Linked DNA regions of Mus musculus: all the other regions are linked to region 3. A link is a contact called in public ChIA-PET and HiChIP or PLAC-seq data. All regions are on one chromosome and are shown on one strand. The core of a region is the stretch at or near the end of the contact, and the rest is flanking DNA. Distances in the headings are between cores, read along the strand shown.

What was found. ChIA-PET counts read pairs in DNA pulled down with a chosen protein or histone mark. HiChIP or PLAC-seq counts read pairs in DNA pulled down with a chosen protein or histone mark.
Region 1: a BATF HiChIP or PLAC-seq map of CD8 T cells shows a contact between it and region 3, with 5 read pairs. The contact joins two enhancer-like sites. A contact is called at or near these places in 7 of 39 promoter capture datasets (the 3T3-L1 cell line, 3T3-L1-derived adipocytes, the HPC-7 cell line and 3 more), 2 of 484 Hi-C or Micro-C datasets (the C10 cell line and cortical neurons) and 1 of 115 datasets of contacts at active chromatin or transcription factors (CD8 T cells).
Region 2: a contact with region 3 is called in an RNA polymerase II ChIA-PET map of memory CD8 T cells, with 11 read pairs. The contact joins the promoter of Smpd2 here to the enhancer-like site in region 3. A contact is called at or near these places in 7 of 39 promoter capture datasets (the 3T3-L1 cell line, 3T3-L1-derived adipocytes, the C10 cell line and 4 more), 7 of 484 Hi-C or Micro-C datasets (the Ba/F3 cell line, the G1E-ER4 cell line, the HPC-7 cell line and 3 more), 1 of 115 datasets of contacts at active chromatin or transcription factors (memory CD8 T cells) and 1 of 9 other capture datasets (embryonic stem cells).

Annotation. Positions count from the first base shown.
Region 1 is chr10:41,535,467-41,538,460 of GRCm38.p6, forward strand. No RefSeq gene overlaps it. Among named protein-coding and RNA genes, the nearest start is that of Gm17196, 17 kb to the right of the region's middle. Within about 2 kb of position 1,430, at least 10 of the 459 cell types and tissues checked have an H3K27ac peak or open chromatin away from gene starts, as enhancers often do. A contact at or near this core is called in CD8 T cells, where this site is marked.
Region 2 is chr10:41,488,928-41,492,136 of GRCm38.p6, forward strand. It overlaps Smpd2 (sphingomyelin phosphodiesterase 2, neutral), which reads right to left and starts at 1,413. Exons shown (of 10, transcript NM_009213.2): 1 at 1,056-1,413; 2 at 537-633; 3 at 348-424; 4 at 4-97. The coding sequence starts at 1,105. Ppil6 (peptidylprolyl isomerase (cyclophilin)-like 6) reads left to right here and starts at 1,512. Exons shown (of 8, transcript NM_028430.1): 1 at 1,512-1,694. The coding sequence starts at 1,554.
Region 3 is chr10:41,977,651-41,980,807 of GRCm38.p6, forward strand. It overlaps Armc2 (armadillo repeat containing 2), which reads right to left. Exons shown (of 18, transcript NM_001034858.3): 6 at 2,871-2,947. Among named protein-coding and RNA genes, the nearest start is that of Gm33058, 20 kb to the left of the region's middle. Within about 2 kb of position 1,386, at least 78 of the 459 cell types and tissues checked have an H3K27ac peak or open chromatin away from gene starts, as enhancers often do. A contact at or near this core is called in the Ba/F3 cell line, CD8 T cells, the G1E-ER4 cell line and 4 more, where this site is marked.

The DNA.
Region 1 (2,994 bases), core at 180-2,679, 440 kb before region 3:
CCCATTTCATCTTAGGAGAACCGAAATAAGATGTGCACTAGTGCACCTTGCTTATGAGGGTTCTGGTGATTCAAACTCAGGTCCTCCTGTTCCCATGGCAAGCATTTTACTCACTTTTTTTTTTTTTTTTTTTTTTTGAGGAGGAGGGAGGTGGAGCAGAGTCTCTCACTGGTCTGGAGTTTGCTATGTCATTAAGAAGGAATCAGTGGGGCTGGTGAGATGGCTCAGCGGTTAAGAGCACTGACTACTCTTCCGAAGGTCCTGAGTTCAAATCCCAACAACCAGCCAGGCATGGTGGTGCATGCCTTTAATCCCAGCACTCGGGAGGCAGAGGCAGGTGGATTTCTGAGTTTGAGGCCAGCCTGGTCTACAGAGTGAGTTCCAGGACAGCCAGGGCTATACAAGAAACCCTGTCTCGAAAAACCAAAAAAAACCAAACAAACAAAAAAATTAAATCCCAACAACCACATGGTGGCTCACAGCCATCTGTAATGAGATCTGACGTAGATATAATAATAAATAAAATAATAATAAAAGAGGAATCAGAGCTTCATCTTCACATATGTACAAGTACATATTCTGGATAAGGACTGCCTCCCTTGTCCATAACATACCTGCCAGCATTACCATTCCATTCATGTACTCGTGGTTGCTTCACTCATCATTGTGGTAGTTTGAATGAAAGTGGCCCCAATAGGCTCATAGATCTGAATGCTTGGTCTGTTGGCACTATCTGAAAGGATTGGAGGGTGTGGCCTTGTTAGATTCCTCCAACAAGGGAATGTTGTCACTAGGGATGGGCTTTGAGGTTTCAGAAACCCATGCCAAGCCAAGAGTCTCCTGCTGCTGCCTATGGATCTAGATGTAGAGCTCTCAGCTCCTTCTCCAGCACTACGTCTGCCTGCATGCTGCCACACTCCCTTTCACAGTGGCAATGGACTGAAGCTCTGAAACTGTAAACCCCCCTCAATTAAATGCTTTTCTTTATAAGAGTTGCCATGGTCATAGTGTCTCATCACATCTATAGAACACCAAGACAATCATAATGACATTCCTGTAGTAGTGATGTGTGTGTGTGTACTTATGTGCATGTGTGTGCATACATGTTCAGATGTCTTTCAATTGTTCTTTATCTTGTTTTTTGAGACAGGGTCCTCTCATTGAACTAGGACCTTCACTGATTGACTAGACTGGCTGGCTGATCAGTGAGTCTCTGGGACCTTCCTGTCTCCTCCTTCCTCCCGGGACTGGGATTACTGGTGGGCACCATCACATGCTGCTTTTGAGTGCTAAGGATCTAAACTAGGTCCTGATCTTTTACAACAATCACTTTCCCCACTGAGCCGTTCCCCAGCCCTATATAGTATTACTGCTAAGCAAGGAATCAGTTTAATAGCACAGGAAATACTGTGGTAACCTCAAATTCATGAAGCCAACATGCCCTTTACCAGGAAGTACCTGGCCTAATTGAGAGATACAATAGCTTCCTGAGTATTCAGTTTTGACATTAGTCAGGAGATACCAGCACATGTTCTAAGTTAGAGAATGTAGCCTTGAGCATCACAGTTGGGTAATGAGAGTGGCCTTTCACATTTCTTCAGTCTTAGGTCTGTAAGGCTGGAGGAGGTCTGAGTTTCCATAAGATGTTATAACTGGGGATGCTGCAATAGTTTCAGTGACATAAGACCTCAGACAACTGCTACCTGGGCTCATGCAAATTAATCCAATCTGAAGAGGCTAGAGAAAAGGCCTGGCAGTTAAGGGCAGTGGCTCTGGTCTCTTCTTGTGGCTTTCACATGCACTGCACACATGTTCACATTTTTAAAAAACCCAATATGCAGCAAAAAATGCATCTACTAGTCTTGATTGCCAGTGGAACTTGTGTTGCTACTCTGGAGAGGTAAGGAGGGTGGCATTTGGAACTCAGCCCCACCACTGTCTTAGTCATTGCTCTCATTGCTGTGAAGGGACGCCATGACCACAGCAACTCTTACAAAGGAAAACATTTGATTGGGGCTTGCTTGCAGCTTCAGACCGTCAGTCCATTATTATGGTGGAGAGCATGGTGGCAAATTCTGCAAAGCCACATCTCCTAATCCTATTACAGTTGCACTCCCCGGTGATGAAAAGTATTCAAATAATACGACTGGCCATGTAGCTTCTTTGTGTTGATGCTAATCTCCTCAGCAGCTATACCCTTCTTTGCAGTGGCCTGAACACTCTTTCAGTGATAGTGCTACAAGCTGTCTGAACTTATCCTTTCTGTTACTCTTTGTCCTAATTTTCACAGTAAGTTTGCAAAAAGCAGCTCACAATGCCTGTGTTGCTGATGCAGATGCTGTGCTGCCTTGAAATGGCTGCTACTGGATAAACCAGTCCATCCCATTTAAGCCACACTTCCTTCAAAGTTTGCTCAAAATAGTTTTTAATTTTTATTTTTTGATGGAGTAGTGAATGGGTAGCCTTCACTTCAGTGCCCCAGAGAGAGGCTGTCTTAGAGTTTGCCTCTCTGTTGCTCTGTTAAAACACTGACTAAAATGTTTGGTGAGGAAACCATTTAATTGGTTTATAGGTTACAGACTATCCTAGAGGGACGCCAAGGCAGGAACTTAATCAGAGGGAGCCAGCTTACTGGCTAGCTTTCCATGGCTTGCTCAGGCTGTTCTCTTATGCAATCCAGGACTACCTCCCTAGGGGTGTCACCGCCCACAGTGGACATCAATCACTAATCAAGAACATGTGCTATAGATAGGCCCATGGGCTAATCTAATGGAGGCAGTTCTCAGTTGCTTGTCCCTCATCCCAGATGACTAGCATATGTCACCGTGACAAAAATCTTATCAATACAGTGGACCTCTGGGAGATATCTGAAACCCAAACTATAGCAATGTATAAACTTATTGGATGTGAATGTTTCTTTGGTCTATTTGGATCCATTCATCTCTCTCTCTCTCTTTCTCTCTCTCTCTCTCTCTCTCTCTCTCTCTCTCTCTC
Region 2 (3,209 bases), core at 163-2,662, 490 kb before region 3:
TACCATGTAGGGGTAACCATTCAGACTGTAGACATGCTGGAAGATTTCCTGGATTGGGTGTTTGGAGAACACACAGAGGCCACTGCCTATCATCCCGCTGAAAACCAACTCTTGCTTAATAACCAGAAGAGCAAGGAGGGGAGTACCCAGCCAGCCCTCTTCCCCTCCGCGGTCTCCCAGCTCTACTGCTAAGATCAACCCCAGAACAAAGCCTAAGACAGCAGCCCTTGCAAGATGAGGGTGACGGCCTGCTCTTCTCACACCCAGAGGAAGAAGATCGAGGGTGCAAGCAAGAATGTTGGAGAGCTTCCTCGTCTGAGAACAGGCTGAGAACACAGGCTTTTCACCTTCTGAAGTAGTGTGCATCTGGATAGGTGAGCGATAGCCTTTGCCTTAGGTACTGGAAGTCCTGCTCACTCCACACCTGAGGAAGAAGGTGAGGATACTTGCTTGGATTTCATCCCAGACAGAACAGTTTTCCTGCGCCGCCTGCCGCCTGCTGCCCTCCTCCAACCTAGCCTGCCCTACAACCTCACCTCCTCCAGGAGAGCCAGATCAAAGTTTTCCAAGTTCAGAAAGTCTCCCAAGCGCTTCATGCGGTCCGCCCTATGTTTGCTCAGGTAGGGGATGTCCCTAAAAGGGGTGGAGGACGCAGGGGGCAGAAGAGATGGGTCAGCAGTTCAATTTCCAGCAAGCACATGACAGCTTACAACTGTCTGTAACTCCAGTTCCAGAGAATCTGGCACCTTCACACAGACATACATACAGGCAAAACACCAAATGTACATAAAATAAAAGTAAATCATTTAAAAGGAAAGACATGGGCCAGGTTTGGGACGATTACTGCTGTCATCACCTCAGCTTTGGATGATAGGGACTTTGGTGATTGCTGCAACCACCCAAGCTCTGGTCTTTAGGCGATGTGGACTTTGGTGGTTCGGGAAGGACAGGGTCTAGCTCGGCTGAAGAAGACCTGCTTCCTTCCTAGGCATGTGCGAGAGGGGACTGGAAGGTGGCTCCGAGGCTGCAGCCCACGCCTGGGAGCACTTACTTACCAGCAGTTGAGATTGAAAACTCTCAGCCGTAGAGAAAAGTTGAGCTTCATGGCTGGAGTGCTTCGGAGCAAGGGCGGCGAGGCGGATTGCGCGCACAGGCTTATTGCCCTGTCCTGCGCTGCCCCGACCCAGGAACGCGAGCTGGTTGGGGGTGGGGGGCGACTCCTGCGTTACTGGGACAAAGGCCGTCCTTCCACCCGGAAAGAAGGTCGGCTGCAAATCCCGGGCTGGCTGCGCGAGGCCGCCGGCAGTCCTGGAAGGAATCTCGGGTGGACTGTTCCAGATTCTTAGGTCCTTCGGTGGGTTCTCCGCACCGCGGCCTACAGGTTCCTCCCTTGTTCCCGGCTCGGCTTCCACCAGCAACAGGCTTGAAGTTGATGCGAGGCCCCGCCCACGAACTCACTCAGGTCCCGCCCCTTGCGGGCGTTCGGGGAGGAGCCACGCGGTTGCCCTGGCGACTCGCACTATTTGTGTTCCGGGCTCTCTGCTGTCCCTGCCATGGCCACCCAGCAGCCGTGCCGGCCCAAGTCGAAGCCCCCAGCATGTCACGTGCGGTTGCCGCCCGAGCCGCCCCTGAAGCTGAAGGTGGTGGGGCTCTTCAAAAGCTCCAGCTTTCAGGTGTCAAAGACCATCGCTGAGGTAACCCCTCGCCCCAGACGCCGTGCGCACCTCAGCCCCCTGCCGCGGTGTCGCCTGCGCTGGCGGGCGGGGGTCCACGTTCTGTCCTAGGGCTGGATGGGGGCATAGAGAACAAATGCTGGTCGCAAGGAAGGGCGACCTGGAAGAGACTCGGAGCGCGAGCGAGCGTTCGCGGGGATCCGTATTGGGAAAATGGTAATTTCGGAACACCTATGCATGGAAATGCTAGTTCACGTGAAATTTTTTATTGGATTATGGATTTACAAAATTCAAAATTACGGGAAAATATTCAAAAGCTCCAGCTTTCAGGACCATCGCTGAGGTAACCCGGTGCCCCAGATACCACCTCAGCCTCCCCGCCTCTAGTTTAAAAAAAAAAAAGAAAAGAAAAGAAAAAAACACTTGTGATTTTTTTTAGTACTTTAATTTTGGAAGGGCCTTTCCTTTATAATTTCTGTAGTTGTTTCTGCATTTTAGCAGAATCAGATACTTTTCAGATTTTTAAGAGATGTCCCAGAAGTGCTGTGAAGAATCCAAGTATGAATTTGTAAACATGTAGAATGATATTTTATGCACCAGGAAACAAACAAATGTAGCCAGGTCAATCATGCCGCAGCACGCCTGCTACCTGGAAACAGGAAAAAACCTGGGGGGTACGGTGGTGAAATACACGCAGCCCTGAGCCAGCAACTAGTTTGTTTGTGCTTGTTTTTTCCAGCTGGAGAGCAAGGGCAGTAGAATTCACCCTCAGAACACACACACACACACACACACACACACACACACACACACCCTTGCTTGCTCTAGCATCCAGAGTGAAAGTGCTGTCTTGTGTGTGTGTTGGAAGATGAAGGCTTAGTGCTTGTGTTTGTTTCTTTATTGGGTTTTTTTTTTTTTTTTGGTATTTTTGAGACATGAACCAGTGTCTTACAGCTAAAGTGGCCTTCCTTCCTTCCTCCCTTCTCTCTCTCTCTCTCTCTCTCTCTCTCTCTCTCTCTCTTTCTTGTTTGACTCTCTTAAGACATTAATATTTCCTGTGGTTGTTCCACACTGCAGGCAAAGTGTTTGCAACCTTTTTTTTTTCTTCCTGGGAAGTTCAATTAGTAAATATGTTAGGTGTTCTGGGACACAGTCTTAGACTTATGTTGAGAAAAACAGTGTGCCCAGGTATGGTAACACAGGCACCCAAAAGGCCAAGACAGGAAGTTGATGGCCAGCCTGGGCTACATAGTTATTAATACTTTGTCTTCATAACAAAGCAAAGCGGTGGACACAGGATATAAGTGTTCTAATAAAACTTTATTGTAGGGGCTGGAGAGATGGCTCAGGGATTAAGTCACAACAAACACTGACTGCTCTTCCGAAGGTCCTGAGTTCAAATTCCAGCAACCACATGATGGCTCACAACCATCCTTAATGAGATCTGACTCCCTCTTCTGGAGTGTCCTTAAGGAGATCTGACTCCCTCTTCTGGAGTGTCTGAAGACAGCTACAGTGTACTTACATATAATAAAT
Region 3 (3,157 bases), core at 136-2,635:
TGGGATGTTGAGGTTTTCAGAATGGCAGACAAAAGACTGTAGACCATCATCTCTGCTTTTTGGATTTTTGAGTGTGCTTGAACTGGATAAAACATGCACATGGGGCTGGAGAGATGGCTCAGCGGTTAAGAGCCCTGACTGCTCTTCCAGAGGTCCTGAGTTCAGTTCCCAGCAACCACATGGTGGCTCACAAGCATCTGCTATGGGATCCGATGCCCTCTTCTGGTGTGTCTGAAGAGAGCAACCATGTACTCACATTAAACAAACAAAACAAACAAGCATGTAATTCTAAAAGTAAATACAAATAGCCACGCAGTATAAGAAGACCGCCGCTCATAGTCCTAGGTAATTAATCCACTTAGAGGCCAAAGGATATGAACAGACTCAGTATTGAAGAAGGCAAACAAAAAGCCAGAAGTTGTTAAGTCAACAACAGTCAATTTCCTTGACATATATAGGAAACACTTAAATTTGCTAGAAAGCAGGTTGGGGAGATGGCTCGGTGGGTAAGGCACCTGCTGCTGCAAGCTTCAGGACCCAGGCTTGGATCCCCAGCACATATAAAAGAAGCCAGGCATGGTGCTGTAACCCCAGAGCAGAGGAGCAGAAACAGGCAGATCCTGCGAGCTCACTGACCAGCTCAGTGTGGCCAGAATGTGGCTCCATGTCCAACGAGAGACCATCTCAAAAAATATGGTAAAGGGTTCGAGAAAAAGACTCTGACATTGAGCTGTGGCATCATCTATTGGAGTAGGAACCTGCTCTAACACATCAAAACCCCAAATTACTAGAAATTCAGGCTTTAAATCCATGTGGTCTTAAAAAAAAAACAAAAAACCAAAACGAAACCCCTACACAGTGTGCTTTTCAATGTAAAGCTGAGCGATCAACTAGTTCCCCAGGAAGAGTGAAATCAGTCAACATGCTCCCCCCAGGAAGAAATGATTATCAAGATGAGTCAGAAATCACCCAAGTTTAGTTACCTCCAGACCCTTCTGAGACTTCTCAGACTCATTTTGAGAAGTTAGCTAAACACTGTGGTATAAGAATTTCTTCTCGGTCGTCTCCCAGGAATCCCCACTAATGTGGTTGTGTCTTGCTATGGCCTTGCTTCTGTATCCCCATGTGGTCCTCACTGCCCCCATCACCTCCATTCCATACCCTATCCCCAGTGAATTCTAGAAACTGAAGCATGTCTACAAACACACAGTGTGGCCCAGTCTTGGGGAACAACTTCAAATTTTAAAAAGGACTTTCATCTAGGTTCACTGCTTGCTAAATATAAAAATAATGATTCAACAGGAAAATTGGGTAAGTCAGGCAAGAAATACTGCCTGTTTTTGAAGATTCTGCTGTCTCCGTGGTTATAGCTGTTAACCACAGCTTTCAGCTTTGGACCCAACAGCTTGATACATTGTTAGCATTGGCTGGTGTTTTTAGCATGCAAACGTAAACCCCTTAGCAACAATGTTGTCTAGGGAATTGGAAGGCTTAGATTCTCCTGAGTTCTAGATACATTGCAGGTGACCACTAACTGTCTCCTTACTGGTGAGGGGCTAGTTTGAAGATAACATCTTTTACACGGTGCTAGATTGATATCATTTATCATCATTTTTTATTTTTGTTGAGACAAGGTCTTACTGTAGCTCAGAATGGCCTGCAATTCATAACCCTGTCTCTGTTTCCAAAATGTTCAGATTATAGATGTGTACTCATAGAGCCCGACATAAACTTTTGTGTGAAATGAAAAAAAAAAACTATGAAGAATATAACAGACACTGTCCTACCCTGAATAGTTTGGTTCAATGCTAATAATGTGCTACGTTTGTATCTTTTTATTTTAAAGACAACAACAACAACAAAAACCTTGAAGGCTTAAAACCTTCTTATGCCTGCCTTATCTAGATCCTTCCCCATGGGGGGGGGGGTCACCAGCCTTTGAAATGGGGGTGACAGCATGTTTGTTTTTCTAGGTGTGACACAGAGCTCCCTAACTCTTGTTTCCACAACTTAAGGTTTCACCTGCTGCTTGTGTTGTACAGTCAATGTTACAATGTTACAGTGTTACAATGTTACAGTGTTACAATGTTACAGTGGTATAGTGTAACAAATGTTCCCTGGCTCATTTTTCTCACTGCCTGACTTTGCACCATTTCTAACCATTGGTCTGTATTATTTCATATTTCCTCAGGCAGAATAAAGTCCCTAAAGGGCTTTCATAATATAGTTTCATTTAATGTAACAGACAGCTGTCCTACCCTGACTAGTTTGGTCCAATGTTAACAATGTGCCACATTTGTATCTTTTTCTTTATTTTAAAGACAAAAACAAAAAACAAAAAATCTTGAAGAATTAAAACCTTCTTCATTTAAGTGGGCAATGCTTTTGAACTTAAGTTTAGATTTACACTGATATTAAATCTGCACACAAACCCTCCAGATACCTTCAAGCTATAATTTCTGTGAGTTTCTGTCTACATTGAAGGCAGCAGACCTGGATACTGGTTTAAGACGGCAGTGAAAAATGAAAACTTAGAAAACAAATGGTTTCTGAGCAAGTTGGATCCAGTTCCTGAAGTTGTCGAACAGAGTTACTAAGGGCTCGGTGTGGCACTCTAGACTCTCCTTGACTTCCACCTAACATTTGTCTTTGAAAAACAAGTCACACTGTTTAACAGCACAAAGATCTTGAGAATGAAGGATGCTGAAGGCGGAGAGGCACACTCACCTGCTCTGGATGCTGAAGGCGGAGAGGCACACTCACCTGCTCTGGATGCTGAAGGAGGAGAGGCACTCTCACCTGCTCTGGATGCTGAAGGAGGAGAGGCACTCTCATCTGCTATGATGCTGAGGGCAGAGAGGCACACTCACCTGCCCTGGTTTCCTTCCTGCTCAGGTCTGAGCTGCTAGGGCACGAGGAGGCCCTGGCACGCCGTTTCCCAGGGTCCCTAGGAGGAAGAGCAATGGATGAGACACAGAAGTATTTTCATTTTTATAAACTGCAATTTGTTCATGTCAGGCTTGGAAGAAACTACAGAGACTAGTTTAAGAGATGGGTTTGGTGCCCATTTGTCTGCTGTCACCTGCCTTTGCCTCCTAAGATTTATCTGTGAGAACACAAGTCTGCTGGCTTAACAGTATGAAATATAACACTGGAA